2 separate regions of the Mus musculus genome follow, and region 1 is linked to region 2. Evidence: chromatin contacts called from public promoter capture Hi-C data. All regions are on one chromosome and are shown on one strand. Each heading gives the region's core, a stretch centred on a gene start, on an enhancer-like site or on the middle of the called end of the contact. The rest is flanking DNA. Distances are from core to core; before and after follow the strand shown. Region 1 holds the start of Olfr317 (olfactory receptor 317). Region 2 holds the start of Trim58 (tripartite motif-containing 58).

Region 1 (5,390 bases), core at 2,024-4,523, 93 kb after region 2:
TAGCAGCCTTATTTATAATAGCCAGAAGCTGGAAAGAACACAGATGCCCCTCAACAGAGGAATGGATACAGAAAATGTGGTACATTTACACAGTGGAGTACTACTCAGCTATTAAAAAGAATGAATTTATGAAATTCCTAGGCAAATGGATCGACCTGGAGGGCATCATCCTGAGTGAGGTAACCCAATCACAAAGGAACTCACACAATATGTACTCACTGATAAGTGGATATTAGCCCAGAAACTTAGGATACCCAAGATATAAGATAAAATTTGCTAAACGCATGAAACTCAAGAAGAACAAAGACCAAAGTGTGGAAACTTTGCCCCTTCTTAGAAATAGGAACAAAACACCCATGGAAGGAGTTACAGAGACAAAATTTGGAGCTGTGACGAAAGGATGGACCATCTAGCGATTGCCATATCCATGGATTCATCCCATAATCAGCTTCCAAATGCTGACACCATTGCATACACTAACAAGATTTTGCTGAAAGGACCCAGATATAGCTGTCTCTTGTGAGACTATGCCGGGGCCTAGCAAACACAGAAGTGGATGCTCACAGTCAGCTATTGGATGGATCACAGGGCCCCCAATGGAGGAGCTAGAGAAAGTACCCAAGGAGCTAAAGGGATCTGCAACCCTATATGTGGAACAGCAATATGAACTAACCAGTACCCCGGAGCTCTTGTCTCTAGCTGCATATGTATCAAAAGATGGCCTAGTCGGCCATCACTGGAAAGAGAGGCCCATTGGACTTGCAAACTTTATATGCACCAGTACAGGGGAACACCAGGGCCAAAAAGGGGGAGTGGGCGGGTAGGGGAGTGGGGGGTGGGTAGGGGGGACTTTTGGGATAGCTTTGGAAATGTAAGTGAGGAAAATACCTAATAAAAATTGTTTTTAAAAAGTCAATGATTAGTAAACTGTTTCAGAGTTGTTTCTAATAAATAAAATAAAATATTTTTAAAAAAGAAATTAAAAACAGGGTTGGCAAGATGGCTCAGTGGGTAAAGGTGCTTGCTGCCAAGCCTCTTGATACACACACACACTAAATAAAAGTGATCAAAAAGAAATTTAAAACAAGCAAATGAAATGCATTTTTAAGAGAAGTTGTGTCCTACCTGGGACCAGGTTACACGCTGGTGAGAACTTACCCTTGCTGTTCCATTTGTTAGCTTTGCTGTAACATCAGTTACTGCTTCATTACTGTGACTAAGTCACTAAGCTTTGATGAAGAAGTAACGCCCAGAGGCTCAGGGGTTCTGATGGTTCTGATGGTTCTGTCCATCTTGTCAAGAAGGCATGGCCAGCCGAGGGGCTTCTCACCTCAGGGCAGCCTGGAAACTGCAGGGAGATGTGGCTGCCTGCTTGTTTCTTCTGTCTTAGTCTTGTTAACCGTCTGGGGCACAGAGACACACTCAGGGTGGGTCTTCCTCCTCAGTTCGTGCTCTACAAACGCCCTCTCTGAACCACTTTGAGGTGCCCTTGGTCTCCTGGTTTCTAAAACTAGTCATGCTGACAAGGGAGATGAGTGAAAATACTCTTTATTGATTGGTGGCTCATCATGGGATAGAATGGTAGGGAAACAGGTAATGTTCAGGTCATTCACAAAGCACATAGTTTGGGACCTTACACAGGATTATAGAAACTCCAGAGGACGCAGATCAGTGGAGAGCTGTCCACTAGTGTAGATCAGATGCAGTACTGCAGTGCTACCCAAGCCCTCATGTGGAGTGACATCCAGACCAGGGATGCCTGCCCTCCATAGCCCTGATATCAAAGGGACTTATGTGGGGACATGGGGACAAGAGAGCATGATGCTTATGCCTTACCTGTAAGACCAGCTACCCACAGTCACTCTCCACTAATGTCCCTAATGTAAAAAGTGCACAGAAGGCAACTGTTGTCGCCTTACCTTACCAGGAGATCACATCTCCGCATGTACAGGATAACACTGCACCAGCCTAGGGACAAACCATCAGATCTGCATCTAACATGGGAAAATCTGCTTTAACCACAAGGAAGAAATTTAAAACACACACCATCTTCATGACTACCAAATCTCAGAACCCTTTGCAAATCCAGTAACGTGCCTGTGTTTTCCTCTGTGGTAGAATAGTCAGAATTTCCCCCAAATCACTGCGGAACATTTTCTCTGCCCCCTTTCTTTCTCATTAGATGTTAGCCTGAGAGCCTGCAAAGTTCTCTCAGTATTCAGTGCCATCCTCACCAGGACAGCTTCCCTCTGGTCCATCTAGAACTAGCCCTTACTTTCCCTGTCTCTCGGCTACCCAGGAGCAGCCTTCTGAGCGCCCCCTTCACCTCCTTGTTCCTGAGCGTGTAGATCAGAGGGTTGAGGAGAGGGGTGACAATGTTGTAGAAGAGGGTGAGGAACTTGCCCTGGTCCTGGGAGGAGCTGTTCCCCGGCTGCATGTACATGTAGATGATATTTCCGTAGAAAAGCGAGACCACGGTGAGGTGCGAGCCACACGTATTAAATGCTTTCTGCCGTCCTGCAGCTGAGCTGATTCGCAACACCGCTCTTACAATGTAACCATAGGAGACCAAGATGAACACCAGGGGCGACAGCACGATGCCTATTGCCAGGATGAAGGCAATGCCTTCAACGACAGCTGTGTTGACACAGGCCATCCTGATGAGAGCTGGCATCTCGCAGAGGAAGTGATCCACCCTGTGGTGCCCACAGCGGGGTAGGCTGAGAGTTGCTGGAGACATAGCCAAGGAGTTGGCCACACCGCAGCTCCAGGCCACTGAGACCAGGCCCACGCAGAGCCTGGGGCTCATGATGACCATGTAGTGCAGAGGTTTGCAGATCGCCACAAATCGGTCATAGGCCATGACAGCCAGCAGCAGGCACTCCACACCCCCCAGGCCCAGGAACAGGACCAGCTGCAGAGCACAGCCCACATAGCTGATGGTCTTGTCCGGCCCGCTGAGGTTATAGAGCAGCTGTGGGATGGAGCTACTGGTGAAGCTGAGGTCCAGGAAGGACAGGTGTGTGAGGAAGAAGTACATGGGGGTGTGAAGGTGCGGGTCCAGCCTGGACACCAGGATGATGGTGCTGTTGCCCAGCAGGGTCAGGAGGTAGGCGGGCAGGAGGATGGCGAAGAGGACCCTCTCCAGCTCAGGCCGGTCAGAGAAGCCAGTAAGGATGAAATGGCTGAAGGTGCTGTCGTTGGTTGCTCCCATCTCTACTGCACCTGAGGAAGACATCAATACTGACAGTGATGGGAGAGGACAGAACTTCCATTATTTATTACTTGTTTAGTTCCAACAAACATGTAGTAACTCTGACAGATAAACAAACTGCGTCATGTATATGGCAAGTCAGCTGTAATGCGGAGAAGCTGGACAGGGTTGTCTTTGAACCTAGCAATTGATGCTTTATTTCTGCTTCACTTGCTCTCATCTTGCCTCTAATTCCATGAAGCAAGAGATGAATTGTGCTGTGGTCCAGATTTTGATTCTCTCCAGACCCACAATCCCAAGCTCCTGTCCAAAGGCAAAGAGCACAAAATCCAGCCCTGCATAATCAACCCACAGCATTTGAACATGCCCAGCATCCAGCCCTGCATAATCAACCCAGAGTATTCAAACACGTCCAGCACAGCAGATGGGAAATGTGGACGTCACCCATGTGAGCCCACGTGGGTTGGCTCACACACAGATGTATTTGAAAATAAATTTGCTGGGCTTTTTTCCTAGAAATTTTTGAAATTTTGGTAATTCAAGGACAGACTGGTGTTACTAGAAATATCTTTAAATATTTTTTACAAATGTATAAACTTTATATATGTGTGTGTATATACATATATATTATGCATCTCATAATCTACTGCAAAATATAGAGAAATCTACTCTAAACCATTAAAGTTTATCAAGATTGACAAAACCCATCTAGAGCACCGTTCCCAGCAGAGGGAACTTCAGTGAGCAGCTGAAGCACTGCACCACATCTGGAGCAAACGAACCGTGCTTTGCTTGGGACCCATGGGACACATTCTGTCCTTTTGTTATTTTTAGTGAGTTTTGGATCTCTGGATAGAGAATGGTGTAGGAGACAATGGGTTATCAGTAAAACCAGCGGCTCATAAGACCTCTCTCTGGGCCTGCTGCCTAGACAGCATGCTGCTTGTTTTTCTTCCAAAGTACATAGGAAATACTCCTTAAAGAAAAATGGAATCCTAATTAAAGTTTTGTTTTCATTACATTTGTGTGTGTGTGTGTGTGTGTGTGTGTGTGTGTGTGTGTGTGTGTGTGTGTGTTAGCTCACCTTTGCAGGTACAAGGACAACTTTTAGGAGTCAGTTTTCTCCCTCCATCATGTGAGTGTGGGGGATCAGATGCAGGTCATCAGGCTTGGCAGCAAGTCCCTTTACCCACTGAGTCTTCTTGCCAGCTAGAACAAGAAATGGAGAAGGCCCAGGGTCCAGGTTCAAATCCTGCTGGGAGAAGATTGGTCAACCCACCTCACAGCTAAATAACACATGCATATCCCTTGCCTCTGTAGCACATTACAGGAAAGACAGAGAAAGGAAGGTTCTATCTCAGGTGTGGTCAAAATGTAAATAAAACCAATTTCTCTACCAATTGCCATCCCCTAGTCTCTTTGGCATTCAGGAAAGCTGAGGTGGCCTGCATGCCCTGCACCAGAGCTGCATAGATCACTGAAAGGCATGAGACATTAATCCATTCTTGCATGCTTAGTTAGAGTTTAAGCTGACATCATAGTTCTTAAGAGATGCCTACTTCTCTGCACACACACCCAAGGCTGTACATGTTGCTTTAATAAAAGAAACCTGTTTCTTTTACAGGACTGAGAATTGAGTGTTTTCTCTTTGCCCCCATTAATCTCATGTGAAGGAATCTGTCCTGCATTTTTGACCTCCAGTCAGAGGACACATACCCTCCAAAGCATATTCACAGCATCAAAAGACAGATGGTCCGCAGAAAGAGTGTGTGTGTGTAGTTAATAACTTCTAGTTAATGACATTAGTTATTTAACAGACAATGGTATTATAAATGGGGAAAAAAGCAATTGCTAAATTCAAATGAGCATAGGCATGTGACATTACTTGAAATTTTGACTACCCAGATATTGTAAATTCAAATACATAAAAAACAAACTATGGGGCTGGGGTTCACTTTTGTCTAGCATGCATGAAGTCCAAGTTTCATCCTCAGCACCATCTGTCACCATATAAATGAAATGTGGTGGTTCATCACTGTAACCCCAGCAGTCAGGAAACAGAGGCAGGAGGATTAGGAGTTCAGGGCCATCTTTGGCTACACGTCAGACTCAGAGCTATCCTTATCTACACAACAAAGCAAAATGTATTGTGAGAACATACACATAACTAAATAAT
Region 2 (4,871 bases), core at 2,144-4,643:
GTACATCTCAGTTAGGCCCCCCTCTCTTTAGAAAGCTAGGCGGTGCCGGGGATGTATTTCCACACACTGTATTGCAGCTCCTCTCATTCCTGTTCACCACAGACCTGGATGCGTGTCCTGTAAGAGAATCTCATGTAATTTCAAGAACATTGGGGCCAGTCAGATGGCTCAGTGGGTAAAGGTACTTCCTGCCAAGGCTATCAACCTGAGTTTGATCCCCTAAACACACATGCCGGAAGGAGTGAGCACTCTAAACAGCTGTCCTACGACCTACATATAAGTGTGCCATCACACACACACACACACACACACTATAACTAACAGTTTGTGTTTTAAAAGAATAATGCTACAGCTCTCACCCTGGACTACAAGTCTGGGAGGGAAAACAGTTTTAAGTTCAGCAACTGAAAAGCTAGCAGTGAGCTCACCCATCCTGATGCCCCTGGCCCCAGAAGCATGCTGTCCCTCCACTTCTCGTTAGCCTCCTAGGTAAAGAAGTCTGGCTTCGGGTGAGTCCCTAGGGCAGAGAGCTGTGGGTCCAGACATTTGCCTGATATGCTTTTCTGTCCCAAGATTGATCAGATACACGCTACAGCATCTGTCCTAGTGATGGAGACAGAAAGCAAAAACATTTGTGTACCTACCCTGTGGAAAAGTGCAGATGGCCACCCTTGGACTCTCCCATGCAGGCTGTCTGGAATAGCCTGTGTTGATTCTGTTTGTCCACTTTATTCTTTATTCTGTTCATATTTGTTGAATGGCCACAGGCTCCTATCATCCTGTAAAATTTGTGTGTGTGTGTGTGTGTAGCTCTAAACAAGATTGAGGGACGCCCTCAGTACTAACGTAGCTAGATTCTGATTCATCCTTCCTTTTGGGTTCCAATTTCTTTATCTTTCTCCAATTGCATAGAGTTGCTATGTGGAAAACCTCTACTAAGTGTGTGGTACCTATTGAATACTCCGAGGAACCTTAGAGAGAATGACTTTAACACCATCATCCTTGTATGTGAGATGAAATGCAGCAGGGGGCACAGACACCGTCTGCCCCAAGGCACTCAGTAAGAGCCTCTCTGTCTGTAGCTAGCCTTACTTTGCTCCCTCTAAGCCTTCTGCCCTGCTTTCTCCTCTGATGTCACCATCTTTAGTGTTTTCTGCATTTAGTTCTGAAGACTCTGTTTCAATTATCCACTTAACCCCGAGACAGATGGCCTCGAGAACACTTTGACCCTGCACACCATCAAAGCTCCAAGCCAAGCTTTGCCTCATAGTAAAGCTCTGCGAACCTCGGAGGAGCTTGCCAGGTCCTGAGTCACCAGCCGGGCCACTCCTTGCAAGTTTATTTGCTATTGTTTGTCAGGACCAGCCTTTCTGGAGGCTTCTTAGTCATCTGGATGTAGCCAGCCCCTCTGCCCAGGACACTTGGGGGGGGTCACACAGCTTGGAACAGGCACTTCGTCATTGCCAGCTTGTCCTCCTCTGTTAGCTCAGAGCCCTTTGAGGTCCAACCTCTGTGGCTGCATGTTAGGGTCCCGTGCTATGGTCCTATGGGGGCTAGAAAGGAGCATTTCTCCTGGTTAGTACTTGTGTTAGCCTGATTCTGAGATGGTTTTCACCAGCTGAGCACAAGGCTCCTGGAGGGATGAGGTCCAACCTCCAGGCTTTTCCTCCCACCTTCGTATCCAAGACTGCCCCGAGACTCAAGACTCCCAACACACACATATATAATGGTGACAGATGGATAAATGTGCCAGCCACCAAACAAACTGACCTTCAGTAGAGTCACGGAGTATTCAGGTGACAGACATTAACACGTCACCTGAACAGATAGACTCACCCCAGTCCTGCCTCCTCATGGGACCAAGTCACAACACATCTTCAATGAAATCAACTTACTCCTACATAATCGCCTCAGCCTCCCTGTGTCAACAAGTGCAGTTTTCATGGGCTGGACTGGAAATTGTTCCTTTCAGAGGCTGGAGAGGTGACTCGGTGGTCAAAGAGGACTCGCTGCTCCTGCAGAAGGGCTGAGTTCTGTTCCTGACACCCATGGCAGGTGGCTCACACGCATCTGAAACTCTAGCTCCAGGGGATCCTGTGCCCTCTCTGGCCTCCTCGGGCAGGAGGGCACCTATTATACTGTTCTCATCCATGCTGGGCTGCCCACCTGCCATTACCACACACGTCATCCTCGCATCTGTCCTTCCAGTGGTATGGTAGTTTATTTCTGAAAGTAGAAAATCTCAAGAAAGAAAGACTGAGGAAAAAATAAGTATTTTTTCCAAGGGTGTTTTTTGTTTTTGTTTTTGTTTTTGTGATTACAACAGAAGTTCATGGTACCATTCAGTAATAGTGGGGGAAGAGGGCAGGCGTGCCCCACATTGGCTGATGTGGCATGAGGGACTCCTAAGAGGCAGGCTTATTTCTGATTTTGTCCTACTAGCAGGGCAACTACCCCCAGCCAACTTCATGTGTAATATGCACAGATAGACTCAAGAGCTAACCCTAAGTCTGCATGCTTCAGGAAATTCCGGGAACTTTTGTTAATCTTACATTTGAGGTTTTTCCTGTGTGGGTTGTGTGAGTGAGTGAGTGTGTGTGTGTGTGTGTGTGTGTGTGTGTGTGTGTGTGTGTGTGTGCTGCCACTCCAACATGGAAGCCAGACAACAACTTTTGCCAGTTAGATTTCTTTCAACCATGTGAGTCTGGAGAGTCAAATTCAGGTCAGGTTTAGTGGCAAGCATCTTTGCCATCTTATGGGCAATAAATAAATAAATAAATAAATAAATAAATAAATAAATAAATATTACTGGGGAAGGCAACTTTGTTGGTCTTGATGGTATAGTCCTATCATTCCAGCTATTTGGGATGCTGAGCCAGGAATAGGGTGTTCCAAGTCAGACTAGGTGTCAGAGTGAGTTCAAAGACAGCCTGGACTACAGGTGAATTCAAGGCCAGCCTAGGCAAAATTGGTAGATCTCCCATCCCAAAATAAGAGACTGGGGGTGTTCCTCAGTGGTAGAACTTGCTTGGCTTGTGTGAAGCGCTGGGTTCCACCCATACTACAAAATCATGCTGCAAGCTTCAATAGCCTCTAAATGTGAGTTAGGGTGGCGTAAAAGCTGCATTATATTAGACTCAAAATAAAGATAGGGAAGGAAAGAATAGGAAAAAAAAAAAAAAACAAAAAACAAAAAACCAGAAGAGGAGCTGCTGGGTTTCTGAAGAGGTGACAGTCATTGGACTTGTTGCTGTCACCAGGAGTGGCTCTTTTTGGCTGCTGGATCCGGGCCAGCCCAGGCGATAAAACCCTCAGGGCCTGTTCCCCTGCTTTTGGGTTTCCTTCCTTCTATGCAGACCGCTAGGGTAATAGGAGCTGCTGCCACAAGCTAAGGCCATGGCCACGGCACCCGGGGAGCGACTGCAGGAGGAGGCGCGGTGCTCCGTGTGCCTGGACTTCCTGCAGGAGCCCATCAGCGTGGACTGCGGCCACAGTTTCTGTCTGCGGTGCATCTCGGAGTTCTGCGAGAAGTCGGACAGCGCTCAGGGCGTCTACGCCTGTCCCCAGTGCAGGGGTCCCTTCAGGCCCGCCAGCTTCAGACCCAACCGGCAGCTGGCCAGCCTGGTGGACAGCGTGCGGCAGCTGGGGCTGGGCACGGGACACGCGGGGTCGCGTCAGTGTGCGAGGCACGGTGAGGACCTGAGCCACTTCTGTGAAGAGGACCAGACGATGCTGTGCTGGGTCTGCGATACCAGCCCTGAGCACCGGAGCCACCGCACAGAGACGCTGCAGGAGGCTGCCAGCCGCTACCAGGTGAGCCTCAGCTCAGGTTCCCGTGTGGAAATAGGGAAAACACTGAGGCTGATGACCTTGGAATGTGAAGGGACATGTACCATACAGAGCCAAATGGTGCTATTGTATAAGTAGTAACTATTAACTCCCAAGCTCTTTCCTTCTCTGGTCTTCCCCTCTCCAACCCCCACCCCCTGCCCCCGTTCCCCGTTCCCGTTCCCCGTTCCCCGTTCTTACTGGCTCACATTCCCCGAAGCTGGGGTGGCTTTCGCCCCTGGGAACCCCGGGGTTGGGCATAGGCTAAATCCTGCCTCCTACTATAATGGGCCTCTGGTGTAGCACGTGGGAAACTCCCTTTGCTGAGCACAGACTCGGAGGGGTTTCCTACTGCTTCTTGCCTCTGTGTGTGTTATCTGGGCATTGGCAGAAGGCTGCTTTGCTCACTCATCTTCCTCTGAAGTTGCTGGACACATTTTAAGAACATTTACGTTTCCATCTTCCGGAACAACCAGCACAAGGGACACCAGCGTGGTTTTCCTTCCTTGACAAGCTTGACCACGGAGTTGCACAGAGCACTAACTTTCTTAAGATGTTTGCTGGGTTGATTTTCTCTAAAATTATAAATTAGGTGTTTTCCTCAACTCGTTGAAAAATCTCTCTTGATTTTACCACTTGCTTTCCTCAACTTGGTAAAAATTTGGGCACCAGTTATTTCCTAATCAGATTTAAAAATTATGATCCCACCTGCTTAAGTCCTGAAAATGTCACACAGACCTTGGCTAGCGATACATTTCTGATACTGTTTTCTACAAATATTCTGTAGGGCTTTTGTTTTCCTCGATTAAATGCCAAATAAACATCGTCTAGACCTCTGGGCCAATCAGCTGCAGCTGCCTAGGGCCCTGTGCAAACTGTGCTCAGCTCTTATCCTAACCACACAGACCCAGTGGAATCTGCCCTGTCACTGTTGTACCTAGCCCTGCTGTGCTGTTTGTCACCTCTTTGGTGTGGCCCCTGGTTTCTTTGGGCTGGTGGGGCTTTACTCCATCTGCTGAGCCAAATTTTTCAACAGCAAAGCA

What was found. Capture Hi-C pulls out chosen DNA fragments and counts their contacts.
Region 1: a contact with region 2 is called in a promoter capture Hi-C map of pancreatic islet. The contact joins the promoter of Olfr317 here to the promoter of Trim58 in region 2. A contact is called at or near these places in 27 of 484 Hi-C or Micro-C datasets (the 4T1 cell line, the AML12 cell line, B cells and 16 more), 2 of 115 datasets of contacts at active chromatin or transcription factors (embryonic stem cells and pancreatic cancer cells) and 3 of 9 other capture datasets (adipose tissue, liver and pancreatic islet).

The regions. Positions count from the first base shown.
Region 1 is chr11:58,729,950-58,735,339 of GRCm38.p6, forward strand. It overlaps Olfr317 (olfactory receptor 317), which reads right to left and starts at 3,274. Exons shown (of 1, transcript NM_001011769.2): 1 at 2,147-3,274. The coding sequence starts at 3,214. The coding sequence ends at 2,231.
Region 2 is chr11:58,637,072-58,641,942 of GRCm38.p6, forward strand. Trim58 (tripartite motif-containing 58) reads left to right here and starts at 3,394. Exons shown (of 6, transcript NM_001039047.1): 1 at 3,394-3,813. The coding sequence starts at 3,397.